Regions from separate parts of the Sus scrofa genome. Here all the other regions are linked to region 1. The links are chromatin contacts, called in public Hi-C and HiChIP or PLAC-seq maps. All regions are on one chromosome and are shown on one strand. Each heading gives the region's core, a stretch centred on a gene start, on an enhancer-like site or on the middle of the called end of the contact. The rest is flanking DNA. Distances are from core to core; before and after follow the strand shown.

The links. A called contact is a pair of places that touch in the nucleus more often than the background predicts. HiChIP or PLAC-seq counts read pairs in DNA pulled down with a chosen protein or histone mark.
Region 2: an H3K27ac HiChIP or PLAC-seq map of skeletal muscle shows a contact between it and region 1. The contact joins the promoter of LRRN4CL here to the promoter of TUT1 in region 1. A contact is called at or near these places in 3 of 5 promoter capture datasets (fetal liver, fetal skeletal muscle and liver), 31 of 47 Hi-C or Micro-C datasets (alveolar macrophages, blood, brain and 14 more) and 2 of 2 datasets of contacts at active chromatin or transcription factors (alveolar macrophages and skeletal muscle).
Region 3: a contact with region 1 is called in a Hi-C map of subcutaneous adipose tissue, with 2.7 times the contacts expected there. The contact joins the promoter of C2H11orf98 here to the promoter of TUT1 in region 1. A contact is called at or near these places in 3 of 5 promoter capture datasets (fetal liver, fetal skeletal muscle and liver), 29 of 47 Hi-C or Micro-C datasets (alveolar macrophages, blood, embryonic fibroblasts and 13 more) and 2 of 2 datasets of contacts at active chromatin or transcription factors (alveolar macrophages and skeletal muscle).

Annotation. Positions count from the first base shown.
Region 1 is chr2:9,147,122-9,150,100 of Sscrofa11.1, forward strand. It overlaps TUT1 (speckle targeted PIP5K1A-regulated poly(A) polymerase), which reads left to right and starts at 1,442. Exons shown (of 10, transcript XM_005660796.3): 1 at 1,442-1,607. The coding sequence starts at 1,526.
Region 2 is chr2:9,063,823-9,066,801 of Sscrofa11.1, forward strand. It overlaps LRRN4CL (LRRN4 C-terminal-like protein), which reads left to right and starts at 1,518. Exons shown (of 3, transcript XM_003353820.4): 1 at 1,518-1,849; 2 at 2,413-2,793; 3 at 2,796-2,979. The coding sequence starts at 2,418. It overlaps BSCL2 (BSCL2, seipin lipid droplet biogenesis associated), which reads left to right. Exons shown (of 14, transcript NM_001348785.1): 9 at 1-40; 10 at 43-53; 11 at 202-268; 12 at 445-531; 13 at 624-713; 14 at 831-1,068. The coding sequence ends at 973. LOC110259246 (a long non-coding RNA gene) reads right to left here and starts at 268. Exons shown (of 2, transcript XR_002341465.1): 1 at 1-268.
Region 3 is chr2:9,082,718-9,085,696 of Sscrofa11.1, forward strand. C2H11orf98 reads left to right here and starts at 1,495. Exons shown (of 4, transcript XM_013994207.2): 1 at 1,495-1,625; 2 at 1,779-1,903. The coding sequence starts at 1,587. METTL12 (methyltransferase-like protein 12, mitochondrial) reads right to left here and starts at 1,441. Exons shown (of 3, transcript XM_013994206.2): 1 at 1,410-1,441; 2 at 823-1,139; 3 at 1-661. The coding sequence starts at 889. The coding sequence ends at 6.

The sequences.
Region 1 (2,979 bases), core at 192-2,691:
TGGGACAGGTGGCCTGTTCCATCTTGCTTTCCTGTGGGACCCACACTGCTCCCCAGCTCTCTGTGGTACTGGAGCCAGAGTATCATCTTGGCTGAGATTCACTCAAACCCGTTGAGATGAGCTGGTTCTCAGAATGACTGGTGGCTTCCATAGGAGTGTGAGTGTGTGAAGGTGCTTCTTTATTTCCCAACTTTTAAACTCCTCTCTCCCTTTTACTTGGGGAATTCTGGGAGTTGCGAGGTTGGAGCAAGATGTAGTCCACCTCGGGGGGTGATGTAGGGTCATACCACCTAATGCTGGTGTATTCGCACAGACTGCTGTTGCAAGATCTCCAAGGCCAGCAACTGCTTTGATATTGGGGTCCACTCTAGTGCCATTTCCTCCCTTTTTAGGTTTGGGAGACAGATGAGACGCCTGAGCTAGTCCCGACAGGAGGAGCACCTCAGGAGAGAGAACAACAAATTAAATCTATTGTGTGCTCCTTGAGCACTTTCTTTAGAGATGAGAAACAACCTCAGCATTTGTGACTTGCTCAAGGCTAAAGACCTGGAGATGTTTACCTTAGGTCCTCTTTACACAGTCCAAAGTTGTGGGTTGGTCAACAACAGCAAGAGTTGCCTAGCCCAGTTGAGAGGCCCCTCCATCTCGTCCCTGTCCCAAGGGTGTCCCCAGCTCCCTTACTCTCCCTGGCCTGAGCAGCACCTCCGGAGTTTGGGAGGAATTGACCACTGTAACAGTCTGGAGGAGGCCAGCACCCTCCAATGTCTTTACTCAGTTGCCACCGTAGTAGTTTCTGCCGCATGCCTTGAAGTGGGCCGGTGGCTCTGGCGCCTGATGAATACACTCCATGCAGCCCGCTGTCGCGGAATAAAGGCCATCTGGCTGTGGCCCCCCTGAAGTCCAAAAGGTGTCCGGTGTGGTTAGGGCTCCCGGCCAGGGCTGGGAAGCCGTCGCAGAACACACTTTCTGGGAGAAGACCGACAGCAGAGGAAAAGAGTAACAGCCCGAGGAGGTTGAGAGCTTAGGGACAGCCAGGGTATCCTGGAGATGAAGGATCCGCCTTTATTCACCAGGTAAATAGGGGGTTGCGGATACAGTCTCGTGGTCTCTACTGCCTCTCGAAGGGAGGGTACAGCCTGCCCACCACCACACAGCAAGGAAACTGCCGGCTGTCAAGGATCGGACCCCGCAAGAAACTGCGCCAACCTTTGCGGCTGCTTTCTGAGTATTCAGGATCTTTGGGCCAATCAACGCCTGATCAGCTCAGAGCACACCAATCGGCTTACCGCGTGCAGTTACGCATCGTAGACGATTTCCCTAAAGCGGGCCGAAACTTAACTCAGGCTGGAAACGGAACCTGAGTGGAAAGCGCTCGGGTTTCGGAGGAGTGTGCCGCGGGATTGGCCGGGGCTACGTCACTTCCTATCGGACGGGCGGAAGTCGCTTCCGAGCGCGTTGCAATTTGTAGGAGTGAGTTCCGGTCGTGACCGAAGTGGCTGCATTTTGTTAGTTCCAGAGAGTGGCGATGGCTGCGGTGGATTCTGATGTCGAACCGCTGCCTCGTGGGGGTTTCCGCTGCCGCCTCTGCCACGTCGTTACAGCCAACCGTAAGCGGTGGCTAGTAAGGGGGGGTGGTCGTGGACTTCAGTCTCTGGGTCCTGGCGAAAGTTAGGGTTATAGGTCATGATTTTTGCCAAATTGATTGGTAGGATCTCACCTCGGTTTTCACTCCACAGTCAAGGGGTTACAGAGTGGAGAAGGGTCCCACTACCTGACCCCTCAACTTCCCTGTATGCGAAATCTCCACGACGGAAATTTCGTTATTTTGTTCATTCTTTAACTGTCATTTATTGGACATCCCCTTTGTGCCAGGTGCTCCGCTGTGCTCTAGGGCGGGAAAAGGGGACATAGAGATGAAGGAGCTCACTCTCTAGAGATGGAGACAATTTCAGTGCTCTATAGATGTGTTTGGAAGGCTGCGGGCTCACAGACATGGCAGTAATTAAGTGAGGGAGTTTTCCAAAGGCAGAGATGGGTGCAGTAGCCTGGTATGAATGGAACGTGGGTTTGGAAAAGGAGACAAGGTGCTTTTTATGACAGCGCAAGGGGCTCAATGAAGTCTCAGATTCCACTTGTGAGGTGGAATCATAATCTCCCCTAAACGTGAGCTTCCATTCATCTTTTTCTTTGTGAATGGCGCTACCACTGCCCAGGAGGGCAAGTCAGAAATCCAGGATAGTCTTCCTGAATTTCAAATATACATCGCTGACATCAAGCAGCTAATTCCAAATGTAATAAAAGTAAAAATAGCAGCTAAGTTTTCCCCCATTCACCATGTACCAGACTCTTGGCCAAGTGCTACATATGAATAATATCTATGTGATAGGTACTTTTATCTCCATTTTATATCTGAGGAGTACGCACAGCAAGGTTAAGCAACTTGCCCAAGATCTCAGAGGTGGGATTCAATTTTGGGTAGTGTGGCTTCTGATCCTGCTCTTGTAATCTCTATACTATACCCAGAAATGATAAATGAGAAATAGTCTGGGAAGTTCCTATGGCTCTGGTTAATGAATCTGACTAGCATCCATGAGGACGCAGGTTTGATCTCTGCCCTTGCTCAGTGGGTGAAGGATTTGGCATTGGCATGACCTGTGATGGAGGTCGAAGATACGGCTGGGATCCTGTGTGGCTGTGGCTGTGGCATAGGCCAGCAGCTACAGTTCTGATGTGACCCCCGAGCCTGGAAACCCATATGACGCAGGTGCGGCCCTAAAAAGCAAAAAAAAAAAACAAAAAACAAAAAAAACCGAAAAGAAATAGTCTAGAGTTCTGATTTATTTAGTTCTTCTAAATATGATCTGGGTAAGTTACCTGTTAATTTCCAATTTCTTTTTGGTTGCTCCTGCAAGTATCTGGAAGTTCCTAGGCCAGGGATGGAATTTGGATTGCATCTGAGACCTATGCCACAACTGTCTG
Region 2 (2,979 bases), core at 268-2,767, 83 kb before region 1:
TACATGCAGTGGGTGTGGGGCGGCGTCTGGCCCCGACACCGCTCTCTTTGCAGGTCGCAAAGGACCCCCCCTTCCTCACCCCTTCGTGACCCTTCTTTGACTGGGGAGTGGGCAGGGGTGGGCTTGGGGGCTGGGGTGGAAGGGCCCCGATCCCTGGGGAGGGAAGGCAGGCCTCTCGGCTCAGGAGTCTCCCCTCCGCAGGTAAACGTCCGAAACAGAGACGGCTCCCGAAAGAAAGTCCAGCGAAGGATTGCTGCCCGCCAGCCAGGTACCGGGTCAAGGCGATGGTGGGGGGCTCCTGTGCCCTGTGGTGGTGTGTGAGGCTCTGGCACTCAGGTGCTGAGCTGATGCGAAGGTCAAGGGAAAGGCCGAGCGGGGTGAAGCTGGCACTGCCGTCCAGGCGCAGCCGCCCTAGCTCTGCCCTGTCCTCTATCCCCACTGGAGGCACAGGGCCCCAAAGCCAGGAGGCGGCCCCTCAGCTGTCACAGGTTACAGAGCACAGGGAGAGCCCTGCAGCCCCCTCGGGGACAGGTAAGGCGCAGCAGCCCCACCTCTTCCTGACTCCTCCTCAGAACTCCCCTTGGCTTCGTCCAGTCTGACCTCTCTCCCTCTTCCCCCGCCAGCTGCAGAGGGCCAGCTGTCCCCAGAGGAGAAGCCAGATCAGCAGCAGCCCCTGAGTGGCGAGGAGGAGCCAGAGCCCGAGGCCAGTGACGGTGAGGGCAGTCTGCAGCGGGACCTGGGGGAGGGCGGAGGCCACGCCGGGTGGGGGCAGGAGCCCCTGGTTCTTGAACTTCCCGTTTGGGATTTTGTTCTTCGCTGCCCTGGCCCAGGTTCAGGCTCCTGGGAAGATGCAACCCTGTTGACAGAGACCAGCCTGCCAGTTCCTGCCCCTGCCCTTGCCCCGGAGACCGTGGGCAGCTCCGAATCCTCCGCGGGCACCGTCCGCCAGCGCCCTATGTGCTCCAGTTCCTGAAGAGAACGGGGCAGCGTCCCCACCTTCCAGCCCTCCCCCCCCACCCCTTTTCCGTGCCGTGGCTCCCCGAATAAACTATTTTCGTGCCAGCTGCCTCCCTGACTCTGCGGTGGATTCAGGGCCATTGGAAAACCTGGCGCTCTCCAGGCGGGAGGGCTTCTCAGGGGCTGCGATGGGGAGGCCTCCAGACCCCGGACTGTTTCAGGCCCAGCTGTTTCCATTCATCAACCTAGGAAGCCCAGGGAGTGAAAACCTGCCCCCTCGCCTGCCTCGTGACTCTCCTCTCCCTCTGGGGAGGGGGATAACCAGGGCGGGGCTGGAGAGCTGGGATACATCACTCTGGCCTCCGCACCCCTCCCTCTCTCTGTCCACCGGGAGGCAGAAGGCAGGAAATGACTGCCATGGATGTGGTACGGCGATTTTTACCGAAACAGCATTTTGGAGCCCAGACCCCGTGCCGCCCACAGCTCCCTTCCTCTCTGATGCCAGCCAGGTGGCCCTGTCTCTCACGTTCCCCTCATCCCCTCGCATGACCTCAGCCTTTGGACGCTCAGCTCCTGGCCGCTTTCCACATTCCACTGCTTTTTCAGAACCCAGGCATCCTGGCCTCCAGCTGAAACCACTGCATGTGGCTTCCCTCACCCCCAGCCTGGCCCCGTGACTCAGGCCCTCTGAAGGGACCAACCCTCTTCTTGGCACTCACCGGGGAGGGGGCAGGGGAAGGGGGAGCCAGGTGGTGACATCACAGTTGGGGTATAAAAGCTTTGAGGCAAAACGAAATTGAAGAAGACTGACAAATCCCGACTGCGCAGCCTGTGCTCCTGGGGACCTTTGGGGGCCCTCGGTCTGCCACTCACCACATCAAGGCCTATCCCGGTAAGGGGCTGCTTGTGGGCCACGGAGGAGCTGGAGTCCGGGAGGTGGGGGAAGCCAGAGGTGGGGGAAGCCGAGCGAAGAGCGGGTGGGGAGGGAGGGAGGGAGGGAGGGTGCCAGGGCCCTGTGTCCCATCTCTTCTCTCTCGCTTCCCTCTCCTTCCTGGATTTCTGCGTGTGTCACTGACTGACACTTGTTTTACCTCGGTTTCTCTGGGTGGCCGTTGGGCGCTGTTGCACCTTTGCTCCCTAGCCTGTGTGAATCAGCCCCTCCCCTTCTGCTCACCAGCGCTGTTTATCCATTAACTGTTTGTAGCGCTTCTTGCCTTGCTGGCCGCACACCTTTCTCTGTCGGGGGAGACCACATTTTATTCTTTTCTCGCCCCAAACTGAGCACATATGCTGTTCAGAAGTTGGTGACACATGCGCGGGTGTCTCATTCCCACCTCTTTCCTGTTCTCCTCTTGGTCCCCAGTTGCGTTTCCCTGTGCCTAGGGTTTTGTTGAGGGAAGACTGCAAGACCCGGGGGCTGAACAGCCTTCACCCCGCCACCTCCTTCCCTTCCAGACTCCATGCCGCCTGGCTCTCCCTGCCTTCTGTGGCTCCTGGCTGTCACCTATTCCGTGGTTCCCGGAGTGCAGCCTTTGGCCGCGGGAGACTTGGAAGAAGAGCAAGATGAGACACCTTTGCCAGCTGTCCTCTGTGACTACGACCGCTGCCGCCACTTGCAGGTGCCCTGCCAGGAGCTGCAGAGGGCCAGCCCGACGGCCTGCCTGTGCCCCGGCCTCTCCAGCGCCTCGCAGCCGCCCAACCCGCCGCGCCTGGGGGAAGTGCGCGTGGAAGCCGAGGCGGGCCGCGCCGTGGTGCACTGGTGCGCCCCCTCCTCCCCGGTCCACCAGTACTGGCTGCTGCTTTGGGAAGGCGGCGGGGCTCCGCAGAAGGGGCCCCCCTCAACTCGACGGTCCGCCGAGCCGAGCTGAACGGCCTGAAGCCCGGGGGCGCGTACATCGTCTGCGTCGTGGCCGCCAACGCGGCGGGGGAGAGCAGAGTGCCCCCGGCCGGGGCCGAGGGCCTCGACGGCGCGGGCGGCCCCACCTTAGGTCCCTGCGGCCGGCTGAGCGTGCCGCCGCGGCC
Region 3 (2,979 bases), core at 245-2,744, 64 kb before region 1:
GTCTTTTAATTGCAGCCTCGAACCATGTAAGCAAAGTAGGTGATGCCCCTGAAAGGGCCCAGCTCCTGCACAGTCACAGCCCAGCCTCTGGACCCTTGTTCCAGGCAGGGCAGCCGCACATCAGGGTCCTCATCTGAGAACTGAATCAGGGTCCCCTGGGGGCTTAGAACCCTCAGGCATTCTGACAGCAGCTTGTAAGCCCCAGGCAGACCACCACGGGCAACAGCATCCCAGGTGCCCTTGTCCAGTACTAGCTGGAAGGAGCCTGAGGGAGCTACTGGCTCCAGGTTCTGGGCATCAGCCTGCATGAAATGGAGGCGGGAGGCGAGATGTCCAGGGGACAGGGGTGTTTGGCCTTGGCCGCCCTCCAGGAGGCTGTTCATGTGGGCCAAGGCCACAGGAGAGAAGTCCACCCCAAGCACGTCCACGGGGTGTGGGCATTTGGTGTAGAGGCCTGTACACAAGTTCGAGGTCCCACAGCCTACGTCCAACACCCGCGGTGGACAGGCAGACCGTGCCTCCTGCAGAAGCGGCAGTAGGAGCCCCTGGACTTCCTCGTAGCCAAAGAACCAGTCGAAGGTGCGAACGCTGCCCTGACGGGGCTGGGCATGGAGCTTATCCCAGAGGCAGCGATCCGCCAGGCAGCTGTCAGCCAAGGAGCCTGTGGACGAGTGGAGGACACAGGTCACACAGGGCCCAGTTCTATCAACGGCTGCAAAATCGGCGTTTCTATACCCTGGGATTTTAAGTCACAGATTTAGGGACTAGACTCCCGGCTAACGACGAGCTCCCTTGACCTCCCACTTTGTCCACCTTTCCTACCCGCCAAGGCGCGGTGCGTTCCCGCCGCCAGGCTCGCCACGTGGAGGGTTCGGCGCAGGGCTGCCATCTATGGAAGTGCCGGCAAGGTCGGCCAGAGAAACTTCCGCGAAAATGTCGCCCGTTCTCGGGCAGGGTCTGAGGTCCAAGGAAAGATTTGCAAAATCCGTCTAGCGGAACCACGCATACAGCCTATCTCTCCAGCCTTGGGGGAAAAAGAACGCGGACACAAACTTACTATCGTATGACCGGCCTTTATTGTTTGCAATTGGAGGTGGAAGATGAAAGACAGCTTCGGCTCCTTGGGCGGCCCCGCAGACCTGAAATCAAAGGAGAAGACGTGAGCACACCGGGGAGGAGCCTAGTAATCTCGGTTCTGCCCTGCTCCTTGGAGCCCTGTGTCCCGGCGCTTGAGGATAGAACCCGCGGACTGGAAGCTGCGGGTACCGAAGACATGACGCCGAGGGGGCCAGAGCCCTTTCCCTCTACCTCCGTACATTACGGGTGCCGGGACCGCACGCCCGAACCCCGCCAAGAAAAGGAGGGTCCGCCGGCCCCGCACGTAATCCCCGCCATACCCGCAGACCTACGCGGTAACAAGGAACTCACCTGGTCGCGGCCCTACGAGAGACCAGTGAAGGGACCGGGTTCCTTTATATAGCCCAGGACCCGCCCTCGGCCTGCTATTGGTTAACGGGGTTGAGGGGCGGGGCCTATACGGATCATGCGCAGAGCGGAAACGTGGATGCGGATACCGCTGCTCAACCATGGGTGCTCCGGGCGGAAAAATCAACCGGCCGCGAACGGTGACTATGTGGGAGCCCCGACTTTGTTTCCTGAGCACCCCGGAGCTCTTTAATCTCGCCCCAAATGGGGGTCGATGGGACAGTTTCGCTGGGTGCGGGATTCCGGGTCGCGGTGCGTGGCCGCCCTCTAATTGAGCATGTTCCTCCCCCCAGGAGCTGAAGAAGAAGCTGTTCAAGCGACGGCGTGTGCTGAGCAGGGAGCGGCGACTGAGGCACCGTGTGGTCGGAGCCGTGATAGACGAAGGGCTGATCACAAGGCACCACCTCAAGAAGCGGGCGTGAGTGCCAGACCCTCTCCCCCTTGGTCCGCTCCACCGACTCTCCCTGTCGGATTCCGGAGCAGCTAACACCGCTCTGCTTTCCTTGTGCTCGCACGGTTATGCCTGGGACCACACGTCCACGGCTGTCGACTGTGTTTGTGCCTGAACGCTGCTAGCTTCTCACTGTAACGGGAGCTCTCAACCTGTCTTTGGGTATCGGACCCCAGTGAAAATATAAGGAGAGCTGCGCACTCCACCTCCCCAAGTAACATCGTATATTCACGTAGTTTTTGTTTGTTTGTTTGCATTTTAGGGCCGCACCCGAGGCATATGGAGGTTCATCAGGCTATGGGTCCAATCTGCGCTGGCCGGCCTACGCCACAGCCACAGCAACGCTGTATCCAAGCCGTATCTGCAACCTACACCACAGCTCACGGCAACGCCAGATCCTTAACCCACTGAGCGAGGCCAGGGATAGAACCCGCAACTTCATGGTTCCTAATGGGGTTCGTTTCTGCTGCGCCAGAGGAGAACTCCTCACGTAGATTTTTATCTTTATGAGTAAATTTAAAAGCACACGTATTAGTGGACTGCAGACAGGGATTTCCCAGGTGGCTCAGCATGTTAAGGATTTGGCATTATCACTGCTGTGGCTTTGGTCACTGCTGATGGGCAGGTTACATCCCTGTCCAGGGAACTTCCACTTGCCCCAGGAAAGACCCCCTCCCAAAGAAAAAGTGCGGTAAACAAACAATTCGATGAATTTCTAGGAAGGCGCACATGGGATTTTGCATCCAAGTTTTAAGGCCCCCTGAGTCTTGGGGAGGAGTTCCAATCCCATCCTTTCATTGATTTATTTAGTACAAATATCTAGTTTATAATGTGGTGTAATGGATATATTTGATCTTTGTCTCCGGTGTCTGGCAGGATTTCCTGAGTAATGAAAGTGTCTTTTGGGAGTTCATGCTGTGGCACAGTGGGTTAAGAACCTGTCTGCAGGAGTTCCCGTCATGGCTCAGTGGTAACGAACCTGACTAGTATCCATGAGGACGCGGGTTTGATACCTGGCCTCGCTCAGTGGGTTAAGGATCCGG